4 separate regions of the Mus musculus genome follow, and regions 1, 3 and 4 are each linked to region 2. Evidence: chromatin contacts called from public Hi-C and HiChIP or PLAC-seq data. All regions are on one chromosome and are shown on one strand. The core of a region is the stretch at or near the end of the contact, and the rest is flanking DNA. Distances in the headings are between cores, read along the strand shown.

Region 1 (3,120 bases), core at 97-2,596, 210 kb before region 2:
TTCAGATCTTTTGCCAAAGGTTTTAAACCGTTGAAGACTGTCCTGTGCCTACTCAGTTCAGAAGGAAAATCAGTCCCCAAACTGTCTCTCTCCCAATGAGAAATAAAAGCTGATGACAAAGTGTAAACTCCTTAAAAACAAAGAATCCACTAGTATTTATCTCACCAACAAAAAGATTGAATTTATTTGAGAAACGTTAGGAATGTATAAACAGGACAGAAATTTTCTGACATCACAACTTCATACTAAAGAAATTAATGTTACTAGTAAATGACGTTTAAAGTTCTATAAGAATGTAAACTTGGCTTTTCCTATATTATTTTTAATGCCAATTGTTATCAAGAGAAAGAATAAAAGAACATACTACATAAGACTGGCTTATCAAATTTACTAATTTATAAATTTTGTGTCTTCTCAAAATAGGGCACAATTCTCTCTAATGACAATGTGAAAATGCATGTCTACTACAAGATATCATAGCTGAACATTCAAATTACAAAAAGAATTTTAAAAAACTAACCTAAAATTTCTCCATTTTAGTCTTCTTACTGTTATGTATTTTAAATATCTACAATTTAACAGATAAAATAATTCCTTCAGAACACTGGTAAGATATTGAACAACCAAGGAATGAAAAATAGGCAGAGAATTCATGATATTAATGGTTAAGTGGAGGCCACCAAACAGAGTTCCATAAAATTATCCTAACCCAATCTTAGCTAACAACATAAAGGGTTGAATCTAATACACAATTGTGAAGACCATAATTGCTCATCAGTATGCAAATTCTTCCATATGTATTTTGATGCACTTAGTCCTCTACTTAAATTAATTTAGAAGTGACAGATAAAATGTCATGTAAGTAGTAGGGTGATGATGTAGGCTGTGAGTGTGCATGTATGCTTGTGTGTGTGTGTGTGTGTGTGTGTGTGTGTGTGTGTGTGTGTGTGAGAGAGAGAGAGAGAGAGAGAGAGAGAGAGAGAGAGAGATGTATGTCACTGTGTGGTTTGTTTGAATGTGTTGTGTGCTTGAATGAGTTTGTGTATGTGTGTGTATACACGTATATGTGCGTATGTGTAAATGGTATGTGTGTGTGTGTGTGTGTGTGTGTGTGTGTGTGTCTGGTGTGTCTGTGTTATACATTTGCAAGTAAGTGTTGCTTTCTAGTACAGTATTTGGTTAGTTTTACTCTGTAAGAAAATAAACTTACCTTCGGTTTTTGGTGTTTCTCCTTGTCTGAGGCATTGGATGGCTTCCTCTTTAGCATTTTGAATTCTGGCCACCTCTAGTGAGCACAGTTGCTGCTGTTACAGAGACAACTGAGAGCAGGCACGGGTGCTCTCCGTGATACCCAGCATCTGATAGCACTGAGGAAGTGTCTGATGTGACACTTCCTCCTCTGGTCAGGATGTGACTTCAGTGTCTGCTTGGTTGAAGGTTTCTTTTTTTTTTTTTTTTTTTTTTCCTTTCCTTCCTTACCGTAATTATTTGGTAACTCTGTACTGTATTCTCGGTGCTGTATTCTATGATATAATTCTTAGCTCACACCTTTGACATGGCTACGGTAATTACTAAGGGTGTAATGGTTTGGAAAACAAAACTTATTTTCTCAGTTTATGTAAAAGAATTTAACACATTAAAAAAGATGGCACAAGAGGAAAATATCTGAACCTTTTAAATGAAATCAAACAGAATATTGTGGATTTTTAAAAGTTTGAGACTATTTAAAGAATTCCATTTTATATTTTTATAATATTTTATTATTTGAGGTTATATAATACACTTACATCATTTCCACCTTTTCATTTTTCTCCTTCCAAATTTTCCAGGGAACCTACCTTTCAATTTCATTGCCCACTTTTTAAATGTGACATATGTCTGTATCTTTCTCAATACATAATTGTATATTTCTACATGACGATCAATTTGAAGTTAAATAATATTAATCCTCCCTAAAGCTACCGTAATAGGGTATAGATTAAAAGTACCTAACTGTAATAGGATTCTAGCTCCAGATATTGATGAGTGGGCATTGGTGACATTGAAAAAGCAAGCATATCATTGTTAAAACCCCCTGATTAATAAAAGAACCACTTCCTGCTACATAGTATACGTACTCTGTACCCTGGTAATGCCTGGTTGGTGGGTGATGCTACCGACTGCTCAGTCCTCTCTCCAGACAAGGCATCCAGTGTCTACTAAGTGGGCCTGGAATAGCCCCAATATGTCTTAAAGGTTTTGCTGAAAGCCAGATCCAGAGATCCAGATAAAAGAGAAGGTTGCTCAGACTTCCTTGAAAAATGAAGCCCTTATCAGATGAGCTTGTGCAGATTGTTTCAAATGCAGGCTCTGGTTAAATGGCCTGCTTCAAGAAAACTTGTACTTTCTGCTCATAAACTCCTCAGATTAAAAACAGTAGCACCATATTTTTAGGAAGTGCTTCTCTAAGAATCATGCTCTGGCCCTCTTTTCTCAGTTGTCCCTCCCACCTCTCTGCCTTCGTCCTGGAGTCCCAGCTGAAATTCACTAATTCGCTTAAATACTAAATTGAATACCCACTCTGTGCTATTGAACGTAGTGGGTACTCAATTTCTATGCAATAAACCTCTTAACTAGCAAGAACAAAATGGTATTTTATGCACTACAATAGAATTGGGTAAACCACTTAAGAGGATTGGAGTTAATAAACAGCTGCAGTGGCAGGAGGGTAATTTTGAGAAGTAAGAGGTTAGTATTTTCAGAACAATGACAGGGGAATAACACCAGACAACCTGAAAACCTAAGGCTCGGTAATTCCCTAGCAGTGTGACTTTCTGTAAATTTTCTGGGTGGTTCTCAGTTAACCCAAGGGAATAAACTATTCCGTCGCCTAAGAAATTAAGAGCCATGAAAAGATATTTTCTTATCTGAGACATCAGTGCTCCTTGTACTCTTCCATCTCTTTGTGAAACGGATGGGAGTTTAATTCAGGAGTGGAATTTGATCAGTTCAGTGAGGAGGATAATGGTGATAGTTCCTAAATGATCGTTTCACTGAGAATCAAAGCTAATGCCAATATGGGCCGCCCTTATGCACCATCACTTCAGAATAGTTTACACCAAAAATTATCTGTAGATAATG
Region 2 (3,330 bases), core at 591-3,090:
TTTAAAATGAAAGTGAAAACAACCAAGGATGGGCCTTCCCTCCTCCCAAAGCTCAACCCTGGCTATATTCAAAGAACCCAGACTCCATCACCCACCCCCCATCCCAAGCGCAACACTGGTTGTGTTCAAAGAACCTAGACTTAACTGTTCTGGGACAGAGAATGCCTGAAAGCTCCTTTGCTTTCTCTTTCGATTTGCATTGGTCTAAATGCCATGTAATTACCAGAGTTAAAAGTTTCTCTCTTTCATTCCTTATATGTTTCTCCTTTTTTTATAAAATTATTTTCCTGCCAACAAAAATGATAGAATAGTCTTTGTAAAACTCACTTAATATTGCACCCCCCCCAAGTTCACTCATTTCTCTGATGATTATGAGACGAAGTACAAACATAGGCTTTGCCGTGGAGCCTGTACAACGAGGCCTCCTCCGCCAGTGGTACCTGACTATCCCTGAGCTTGATGAGCATCCTCATCCCTCTAAGGTCTGTTTGCTGAGTAAAGGAGGCCTGGTAATACCATACTGTGGGTCTGGGTACCAGAGGCTTTCCACGGAGATCTCTGGCCTTGCTTGGTATGAGAGTTCCAGCGAAGGGAAGCTTCAGAAGGGTAGACCTCTTCCCAAGTGTTACAGCTCTTAGGACAGAAGGTTTGGACTATGGAGTAGTTTGCACACACCTTTAATCCTTCCAAATAGGATTCCTATATACAGTTTTGGGGTACGTAAGGGTCTGACAACAGGTACTTCTCATTGGTTTGGTCTAAGAGCTTGGAAGAAACCTTATTTGTGTGTGGGAGGGCTTGGTGCTGCTCCTACTTGACTGATGACCACATATTCCTCTGTGGAGGGCTGTGGGAGGCTGTAGCTATGTGACAAGAGCCAGGGACCCAGGAGGCAAGACCAAACACCTTCTGTCCCATGCAGGTGGAAGTCACTGGGGTTCCAGACCTTTGCTTGACTGGGACCAGGCTGTCTGTGTACGGCCCATCACCCCACACCATATCCTGTGCTGTTAGAACCCACTCTTGAGTGATATGACACATATATCACTCTTGAGTGATATGACACATGATATAGAGCGTATAACTTTCTATGATTGTTGTGAGCAGGCTCTCTGGTGGTCATGAGAGTGAATACACTCAGACATGGCAGTTCAGAAACACGTGATAGAATTTCTACACAGAAACTGTCTTTAGTTCTTGCAGAGCTTGGCGGGGAGTATGTGTCTAATTCCCTGCCTCAAACACTTTACACTGGGGGTTGGAAACAGGTAGCTCCTACAGATGTAACCACTGTCCTCCAATATACTGTGCCTAGGATTGCACATACAGCTACCTGGACACACACACACAGAAAGAGAGACAGAGACAGAGACAAAGACAGACAAAGAAAGAAAGACAGAAACAGAGAGAAAGGGAGAAATAAAGGTACACAGAAAGACAGAAACACAGAGAGAGAGAGAGAGAGGGAGGGAGGGAGGGAGAGGGAAAGACAGACAGAGACAGTGACAAACAGAGAGAGAAGGAAAAGGGAGGGAGGGAGAGGGAGAGAAAGAGACCTAAAATCCTGATGTTACATGAGCCTTATCTCCTTGAAACATGTTGTTTCCTCTCCGTAGTGTGCCCTTTCCCTGACATTTCTGTCTGATACAATGTCCTATTCATCTTTCAGATTCAAATATCACCTTCCAACGGAGGCCTTCTTCACTCCCTTAGTTATTGACATGCTGTCCATAGGGAGCCCATAACTAGTTGATCACACCCCTTCCCTGGGATTTATGACATCATTTACACTTCATCACCATGGAGAGGAGTCATGCTTTATTACTCTCTGCGGTGGCCATTTCTGCTGCCAAGTATGGCATGGAGGAGATGTCCCTTCAAGACGGTTAGACACATAGTCTGCAGCAGAATGCCATTCATGGGTAAGAATGTTTTCTTCAGAGCACTGAGGATTTGGAGGCTAGACCTGTGAGCTGAGTGAGTTGAATGCTCGTTGGAGGGTAGCAAGAATGCTTTCTTCCTGAAAGACATGAGTCTGAAGGGCAGGCAGATCAAGGAGCGATAGCAAGAGATGCAGGTCCTCTGACTTCACCCCTGCTTTCCTGTCTGGCTCTGCTTATCGCTTGTAAATGTAGTTACCGGGTGTCAAGGAACCCTGGGAGAAGTTTTCATCTGAATTCTGAGGCGTGATATGCTCTCTCATGGTTTTCTTCTTCTTCTTCTTCTTCTTCTTCTTCTTCTTCTTCTTCTGAAGACTTGCTGTAGGAGAAAGAGCTCCTTCATGTTCTCACTGCCCTGAGTGGCTGACCTTCTCACAAGAAATGCCCCCAACTCCTCAGACAGGAGACACCACCTGCCATTGCAGCAGCAGTCTGGAGGCAGCAGACTGTGTTCGCATATTTGGTAATCAGCATGAACGCAGCCAGGAGAGGGGCCCAGCTGCGATGTCAGTTTCCCCTCATTAACACTGGGTCAAAATGACTCTGCTATCTTAAATGGCTCCTCTTTAATTAAATTAATGTCGACTTCTCTGTTCTACCCTGTCCTAGGAATTTTCAATCTGTTACTTAAGGCAACGGGAGAAAAAAAAAAGTTTTTTTTTTTCATTAATCCTGTTGCTTGAGTTATGATTTCTACAAAGAGCTTAATACAGATTAAACATAATTGAAGACCTATCACTTAAAAGAGCCCATTCTGTTGTGTCGTTTGCCAAATGCAGCATTGACTAGGCAGGGACAGGGGCTGGAATAGACAGATCAAGCCAAATACGAATATACCATGACCTCTGGAAGCCCAGAATCTGGGTAGAGAGAGAAGAAGGGCATGAAACAGTATAAGGTCAGGTGTTCTGTAGTGTAGTCATAAAGGCTTTGAGAAAGCTAAGCAGACTGGGAATACAGAAAAGGAGAAAGACAGTCTGCCACTATGGTGTGTATGGAGCCTCCTGTGTCTAGACCTGGACAAAGGTAAGGTAAAGACAGGGACAAAAAACCTACAGGGAACAGAGGAAGATCTGGGGGCAGAAACACCTGGAGTGTCCAATACAAAGCAAGGAGGGTGAGCGTCCAAATGGGTTGTGGGGAATGAGCTAAAAAAGTGGGGAACCAGATCTTGTTAGAGCCTGCAACAGGCATCCAGACTTCCAAGCAGGTCTAAATTACTATGACACTTGTGACAGGACTTTAATTAGATTCATGCTCAATGTACCTTACTCTTCTTAAGGACTGAAAATAAATGAGCCAATCTGGAATAAGGAAAAGCAAGAAAGTTATTCCTGGAGTCAATTGTTCTGTTATTTGTTATGCCCCGTACTTTTCTGCAAGAAATTGC
Region 3 (3,208 bases), core at 382-2,881, 240 kb before region 2:
AAGAACCAGCCAAGTCTGGTTCCCCACAGCCTTGACTGTTGGCTTCCTGCCAGATCGTTCCTGTCCTCTCTCCCTCTTTTGCTTCATTGTTTTACTCTAGTATGTATCAGGTGGACATATCTAGCTGGCCACGTCTAAGAGCTGCAGAGTTCAAAACAGTGCAGAATTTGTATTCTCTAATGCTAACAGCCACAGTCGATAGGAGATTTACACCCTAGTTCATACTAAGTTCAAACTCTTCCTGCTATGAGCTAGTCCAACTTACTGTATCGAAAGAACATACATCTTTACTGGCAACTTCTGTTAGTCCCTAAAATCTATCATGCAACTAGTGTTTGATAAACCAGGAAGCATATGTAATGTTGGCCCACCTTGATTTTAAGGGAGTCGGTGTCATAGGGACTTGGCGTGAAGTCTGTGTGCACTTTGGCCCGGCCACAGAATGGCCCTGAGTAGGGGCTGTCATCATCCAGTCGGAAGCTGTCCCGATTACTTGTTCCATCTGAACAGCTTGTTATTCCACCTGACAAAGTAAAGGTTAACAGTTTGTAGCTTCCAAGGCTTTTAGCTTCCTGTACCATTACCTCAAACTGGAGCAACGGATGCCAGCCTTATGCAGTTCTCAGTCACATCCCTTCGGAAACCCTGTCTTGTAAGCTAGGTTTGATGCTTTCTTGCCAGTCTGAATACTCTAGATAGTCCTTATTCCAATACCATCTCATTTCAAAATATCTCCTCATTTGGATCTGATCTGCCTTAAAGGGCATTAAACAATCAATGCTCCACTTGCTAAGTTGGAGCAAAGAATAGATTCAAACTTTGACCTTGACAGATAATTTCCGAGTTGGAAACTATGAAAGAATTCAATAGAAACAGTTTAATCATTTTGTGTTGTTATTGATCATAAGTAATCAACACATGACATTTCAGAGTTCCATACAACTTATGTAATTGTGATTAAAAAGTCTTTCCAAGAATTCTTACTGTGTGCCAAAGACCATATGAAAGAAACATCTTTGCCTATAAACATCTTTGTGTGATACTTTTGTTTGCCACAGGGGTGGAGAGGAGAGTTGCCCACATGTGTGAACCTCCAAACTGTCTGGGTGCTTATTTTCTGGTCTCCCTTCCCTTCTGATCTTGAACTTCACTTGAGAAAAATAAAAAGTGAGCAAAGCAAACACAGAGAGCATTCCATCTTGCTCCATTTTGCTTCCCTTCTGTAGTGTCACAGCTGTTGGCAGTGAAAGTGCCTGGCTGTTTCTCCCACACTCACAGGCTCCTCACTTCCTCTTTCAGGTTGACCTTTTGCTGCTCAAGGAGGCAAGAGCGGCAGTTTCACTGCCGTGGATTTTGAAATAAGGCAAAAGTCCTGTAAGTTCCACATTGGGTGTGAATAGAAATGTAGCATGTGAGTGAAACACTATCTCCCCACACCTCCCTTCTGGATTAGTGTACGGGTGCTGGCTTTGCATGGTATGTTGGAATCATATAATTCTTCTCACATTCAGTATCACAACCTTGAATTTGAAAACTTCTAGCAGAACTGGATACTTATGAAATCTGAATGACACACACACTGCATCCTTAAAATGTGTCAGCATTAGCTTTTTACAACAAAATAGCTATTGTATAGCTAATATGAAGAAAATTGAGAATATTCAAAACATCTGTTCTTTGTGAGTCATCTTTGAATAACAGAAGTACTTGATTTAAAAACAACTGGAAAATAATCTTTGCAGAGACATTTGAAAGTCCTGAAGATACTGGACTGGAGCAAAGATAACAGTTTACTTATATAAAATATATGAGGCACCAGCACTATCAGTAGTTTCTTGTAACTGTTGTAGCATAAAATGTAACTGATGTTAAGTAATGTCCTTCTTAGACCAATAGCAGTGTTGATTCCACACTTATAGTTCCTGCTAATCTCCTTTCCCACCCCACTGGCGACGTATCTATCACACAGTATTATTCACTGCACCAGTCTCTACTTACTAACAGTAAATGGAAACGACAGAATTAAGGCAAATGTCCTGCACTTTGCAGAAAAGTAGGAAAAGAAAGAAAGAAAGAAGGAAAGAAACGAAAGAAAGAAAGAAAGAAAGAAAGAAAGAAAGAAGGAAAGAAAGAAAGGAAGGAAGAAAAGAAGGAAGGGCTGGGCAGTGGTGGCACAAACCTTTAATCCCAGCACTTGGGAGGCAAAGGCAGGCAGATTTCTTAGTTTGAGGCCAGCCTGCTCTACAGAGTGAGTTCCAGGACAGCTAGGGCTACACAGAGAAACCCTGTTTTGAAAAAAAAAAAAAGGAAGGAAGAAAGAAAGAAAGAAAGAAAGAAAGAAAGAAAGAAAGAAAGAAAGAAAGAAAGAAAGGAAGGAAGGAAGAAAGGAAGGAAGAAAGAAAGAAAGAACAAATAGAGAGAGAAAGACAGGCAGAAAAAAAGACAAAAAGAAAGACAGACAGACAGACAGAAATGAGTGGGGGAATGAGAGAGGGAGGAAAGAAAGGACAAAAAGAAAAAGAAAACAATCAAAGAAGGCCCATGGGAGAAAAATAAAGAATAGTCGTCTACTTCTCTATTTCAAATAATGTTATGTCTTTTGAATCAAGATAACACTACGTTCTTCAGAGCATAAAAGTTTTATATCAGACTTTGTTACCTAAAAGAACTTTTTGAGGCTACTGGTTATTTCATATTGTTGTTCCACAGGGCAGAGGGAGGGTATAGGGAACTTTCGGGATAGCATTTGAAATGTATATAAAGAAAATATCTAATAAATAAATAAATAGATAGATGAACTTTTTGAGGCATTGCACCAGATCCCTGTAGGCTATAGCATCAGAAATATGTTGTGCTATGTATCACAATCACTAGTAAGTCCATGTATAGTCAAGGCTCTAACCTTTCCAACTTCTCTATTGTCATGTATCTGGATCTTTGTTTCTAATTTGATAAACACCCTCAGAGTGAGCATTCACTGTTTTGAACTAGCTTATCCCAGGCTCCATGTCTGCCATGACACCTCTTACTCATTGGCCTTACTTGATGAACTCTGCCCACTGTAAAGACTGTCCATAGAGTCGCTGGCTTTGAGTGAGATCTTCTCTGTATGTGTTCCAATCATGGGATCACTGTTCCGATATGGGAGGGCTTCCTCTCCACTTTCTTCCTCCTTCAGGAGAAAAGGTATCAGAGGTTAAGTGTGCAG
Region 4 (3,474 bases), core at 783-3,282, 190 kb before region 2:
TAGGAAAGCTACTTGCACGCAAAATTGTTCTGCAGAATCTAGACGATACGTGGTGAGAAGCCTTATGGTTTATTTTGCCCTTTGCCTGGAACATTTTCTGCTCTGTCATTAAGAAAAGATCCCAGAAACTGATGGAATTTTCAAGAAAGTCAGTTGGAAAGCACCAAAGTCTCTGGTGCTTTCTCTGTGGGAACCAGGAGAAGTGCGATAGCATTTTCTGCTCATTCAAATGTCCTCGAGCATTACGTATTACCAAACTTTGATAACACACAAACAAAATATGTCTCATATGAAACTTGTGAAAAATGCCCAATGCCAAAACGTCTGCTTTAGCAAGCCTGGAGCTGGCAAGCATTAAAAAAATATCTTAGGTAATTCTGTTATTGTAGGTTCATGGAACCCAAACCAGAAATGTCATTTATACAATGTTCTAACCAATGGTGAGGCAGAAACGATTTTATTTGGAATCAATAGATGTGCAATGACTCTTTCCTTCAGATTTCCTACTTCAAGCCTTCAGTGTTTTACAGAGGCCTCTGATGTTCCCACAGAAGAAGTTCTCTAAGCTACTGACTCATAAATATATCCACCTCTCACTTCTGAGCAGCACTGAGTTCTAATCTGCCTGCAGCTGCTTTTAGAAAGACACATTTCTTCTTTTCCATTGTAAAGTCACATACTGAAAGTTATTTGCAATGTGTGGCATCAAAGGTTGATTTTTAAAGTAAGCAAGGCACTTTTCTTCAAGTGGTAGTTTTAAAATAATATGTAGTCATTATGCCTTCTGTAACAAAGTTGCCTTGAGAGTATAGAACCAGGAAGGCATCTTAGCATTCAACCTTTATATGCATTATTTTACAACTAAAGAAAGAATATCTAACACTATCTGACATATTTTCCAGCGCAGAATCTTTTCACAGAATCTTTTCACAGGAAGGGTTTCCCATACACAGGAAGTCTATTGGAAGCCACATCAACACTCAGTAAGACCTCTTCCAGTGAGCCAAGCTTTGTTATCCACTATCCAAGGACCTCAATGTCTTAAGTCATGGTTTTCCTTCTTGTAAATAAAGACTGAACATGTGAGCTAATGTCTTGCAGATTTTCTTACTCATAAGAAAGGAGGTTCATAGAGTTGATTTATGAAACAACTCACCACTTTAACAGAATAAGTTCTCCCGGGATTATTCTTGTTCTCGGGTATTGGATGTACTAAGAAATATCATACAAATTGACTTCGTTTTCTCTGAAAATATTCTCTTACATAATATGATGACTACTTTTTTTAAACAGTTTTCATCTTTGCATTATATGTTTCAGGCAATGGTTGCTTGTCATGAAGAAATTCAAAGGCAATTTCTTCTCTGGGTTATTTTTTCATTTTCTTCCCACATATACACATTAGGATTTAGTTTTCATCCCAGCCTGCTGCTTTGATAGATTACTCCTGCATTCTCAGAATTCGTCCTGCTATCCCAATCTCAGCCAGCCAGCCATGCCCCTTAGAGTTCTTGCCTTCGGTTTTCTTCAGTTCTATACAGCTCTGAAAGTTATTGATTATGCAAATTCAAAAAAAATTAACTCATCAAAAAATAGCACACATAAAGTGGGAACTGGCCGAAGAAACCCAAAGAATATTGTTTTAACGGGAAGCTGTGCCATTAACTGCTACAACTACTGTGTTCCTGTTACAGCTTTTTTTTTTTTCTGATGTATTTATCACCGAATGGGAACAGTTTAATCTGTTCCATACAGAGAGAGAGCAGGAGGAACTCTCAGTGGCCTCGAAATATGATGTCCTCTGCTGCAAACAACTGATTTAAATTTCCTGCAGGTGGCAGGTCTAACTTTTTTTTTTTTCCAAGAGGAAATAACCCTTCTCTAAAAGTCAAATTTGTTTTGAAAGCTGTGGTGTCTTTAACCACTTCTTTTTTTTTTTTTTTTTTTTTTTTCAGTTTTTCAGTTGACACCCTGTCATGACTTACGGTGGGTTGCATCAATCATTCTAAGTTCTTACAGAAAATATTTTGTGGTGGTTGACTATCACATGCGAGAAACTAAAGTGCCCTTTGTGGGTGACTGCACCGATACCTCTGATTTCTTGCCAAATCATTCAGAATGCCGCAAATCCATTAAATCTCTCAGCGGGGAGGGCAAAAAATTCCCGCATCCTAGAGAGAATTTATGAGTTCATTTCAATCACCACAAATGAGAGCCACCCTTAATATTCATTAGCGATTTTTACGGTGGCAATATGCATTATCTACTCAGATGCCCCTCTGAAAGGCCAATTTCCCTTGAAACTCTGCATGGCTCCCAGCCACTCTGTGGAAACAATGGCCTATGTCCAAGTGGAATGGGGGACGCAAATGAATGACATTTCCTGATCCACTGGTAATGATTCCATTAAGCTATGATGGTGTCTATGAGCTCCAGAGTTTAAAAATCAAAGGGCAGAATCGAAATATATGCTAGAGTCATGGTATCACTTCTCCCCTCTCATCTGTGACCATACGTCCTAAAGAGAATGGGGCTTTTTGGTTGACATCACAAAAGATGACTTTTAAAGCTGACATTTCTTTCATTTAGAGAAATGCTGCTGCTACTGAGGACATAATCTGTGAGCCTGAGAATTTTTATGAATCTCTGTCTACATTTCACCATTGTTAAAGTCGCCACCCCCACCCCCCCCCCCCCGCCCCCAGTCTGTCATCCCCTCCACACAGGTCTCACCATATGTAGCCAGCCATCTTTTCAAAATGCAAATTGACTACCTTTCTCCATTCCTTTACCAAGCAAATGAGAAAGAAGCCAGCAAGCAGAAAACAGTCTCCCCAGTTTTCTAGGTCTCCATTGTTCTTAGAAGATGAACAGTACAACTCAGGGTAACTTACAAGGTCCTGTGGGTCCCCTTCCTCAGTCTTACCTGGTGCCTTTTTTCCTGAGAGATTCAGTCCCCATCCATTCTTACGATTTTTCTATCACTTTTATTTTGGGTTAATTAAGTTCAACTCATTAGACTTGAACTCAACTAGCCATATCACAAAAGTGTTCCCTGATCCCTTGACTTGGACAGATCTACCCATTAAAAACTTCATGGAATGACATAGAAATAATAGCTATTATCAAAGTTACCAATTTATGTTTTTCTATGAATATTTTCATTTTGTCACTAATTTAAAATACTCAATATTTTGTTCTTATCGAAAACAATGTGAATATTCCAGTTTTTTTTCTTTTGATCAAAAGAATAAGTAAGTTCTTGCTTTTGAGGATTTTTATACATTGTCTGAGAGTCCTTTATCTGGGTGACATACAGGCTTGGCTTTGGGTTGGGCTGAGGTTAGCTGTAATAAGGGCATATTTCTAACCCAATTATTCATCAGTATGGTTGTATTTAATAGCAGGAAACCATGAGATGCATAAAGATTGTACACTGAATATTCATAAGGAATTTTAGAGTGAATTCAACTA

What was found. Hi-C and Micro-C count contacts between places; a contact is called where the count stands out from the background. HiChIP or PLAC-seq counts read pairs in DNA pulled down with a chosen protein or histone mark.
Region 1: an H3K27ac HiChIP or PLAC-seq map of bone marrow-derived dendritic cells shows a contact between it and region 2, with 9 times the contacts expected there. The contact joins the promoter of Samsn1 here to the promoter of 4930578N18Rik in region 2. A contact is called at or near these places in 2 of 39 promoter capture datasets (the C10 cell line and the HPC-7 cell line), 12 of 484 Hi-C or Micro-C datasets (B cells, the Ba/F3 cell line, CD8 T cells and 6 more), 10 of 115 datasets of contacts at active chromatin or transcription factors (the 230-238 cell line, CD8 T cells, the HPC-7 cell line and 4 more) and 2 of 9 other capture datasets (adipose tissue and macrophages).
Region 3: a contact with region 2 is called in a Hi-C map of myeloid progenitors, with 6 times the contacts expected there. The contact joins the enhancer-like site here to the promoter of 4930578N18Rik in region 2. A contact is called at or near these places in 5 of 39 promoter capture datasets (the 3T3-L1 cell line, the C10 cell line, the HPC-7 cell line and 1 more), 1 of 15 datasets of contacts at CTCF or cohesin (pro-B cells), 11 of 484 Hi-C or Micro-C datasets (B cells, ECoMG-derived neutrophils, the G1E-ER4 cell line and 5 more) and 4 of 115 datasets of contacts at active chromatin or transcription factors (the HPC-7 cell line, acute myeloid leukemia and microglia).
Region 4: an H3K27ac HiChIP or PLAC-seq map of the HPC-7 cell line shows a contact between it and region 2, with 7 times the contacts expected there. The contact joins the enhancer-like site here to the promoter of 4930578N18Rik in region 2. A contact is called at or near these places in 2 of 39 promoter capture datasets (the C10 cell line and the HPC-7 cell line), 1 of 15 datasets of contacts at CTCF or cohesin (pro-B cells), 9 of 484 Hi-C or Micro-C datasets (CD8 T cells, the G1E-ER4 cell line, the HPC-7 cell line and 6 more) and 4 of 115 datasets of contacts at active chromatin or transcription factors (the HPC-7 cell line, bone marrow-derived dendritic cells, microglia and 1 more).

What each region holds. Positions count from the first base shown.
Region 1 is chr16:75,907,920-75,911,039 of GRCm38.p6, forward strand. Samsn1 (SAM domain, SH3 domain and nuclear localization signals, 1) reads right to left here and starts at 1,347. Exons shown (of 8, transcript NM_023380.2): 1 at 1,211-1,347. The coding sequence starts at 1,267.
Region 2 is chr16:76,120,773-76,124,102 of GRCm38.p6, forward strand. 4930578N18Rik (RIKEN cDNA 4930578N18 gene) reads left to right here and starts at 1,841. Exons shown (of 3, transcript NR_040575.1): 1 at 1,841-1,922.
Region 3 is chr16:75,876,055-75,879,262 of GRCm38.p6, forward strand. It overlaps Samsn1 (SAM domain, SH3 domain and nuclear localization signals, 1), which reads right to left. Exons shown (of 8, transcript NM_023380.2): 4 at 3,043-3,172; 5 at 372-523. Among named protein-coding and RNA genes, the nearest start is that of Samsn1, 32 kb to the right of the region's middle. Within about 2 kb of position 1,632, at least 87 of the 459 cell types and tissues checked have an H3K27ac peak or open chromatin away from gene starts, as enhancers often do. A contact at or near this core is called in the G1E-ER4 cell line, the HPC-5 cell line, the HPC-7 cell line and 6 more, where this site is marked.
Region 4 is chr16:75,927,844-75,931,317 of GRCm38.p6, forward strand. No RefSeq gene overlaps it. Among named protein-coding and RNA genes, the nearest start is that of Samsn1, 20 kb to the left of the region's middle. Within about 2 kb of position 2,033, at least 37 of the 459 cell types and tissues checked have an H3K27ac peak or open chromatin away from gene starts, as enhancers often do. A contact at or near this core is called in the HPC-7 cell line, bone marrow-derived dendritic cells and granulocyte-monocyte progenitors, where this site is marked.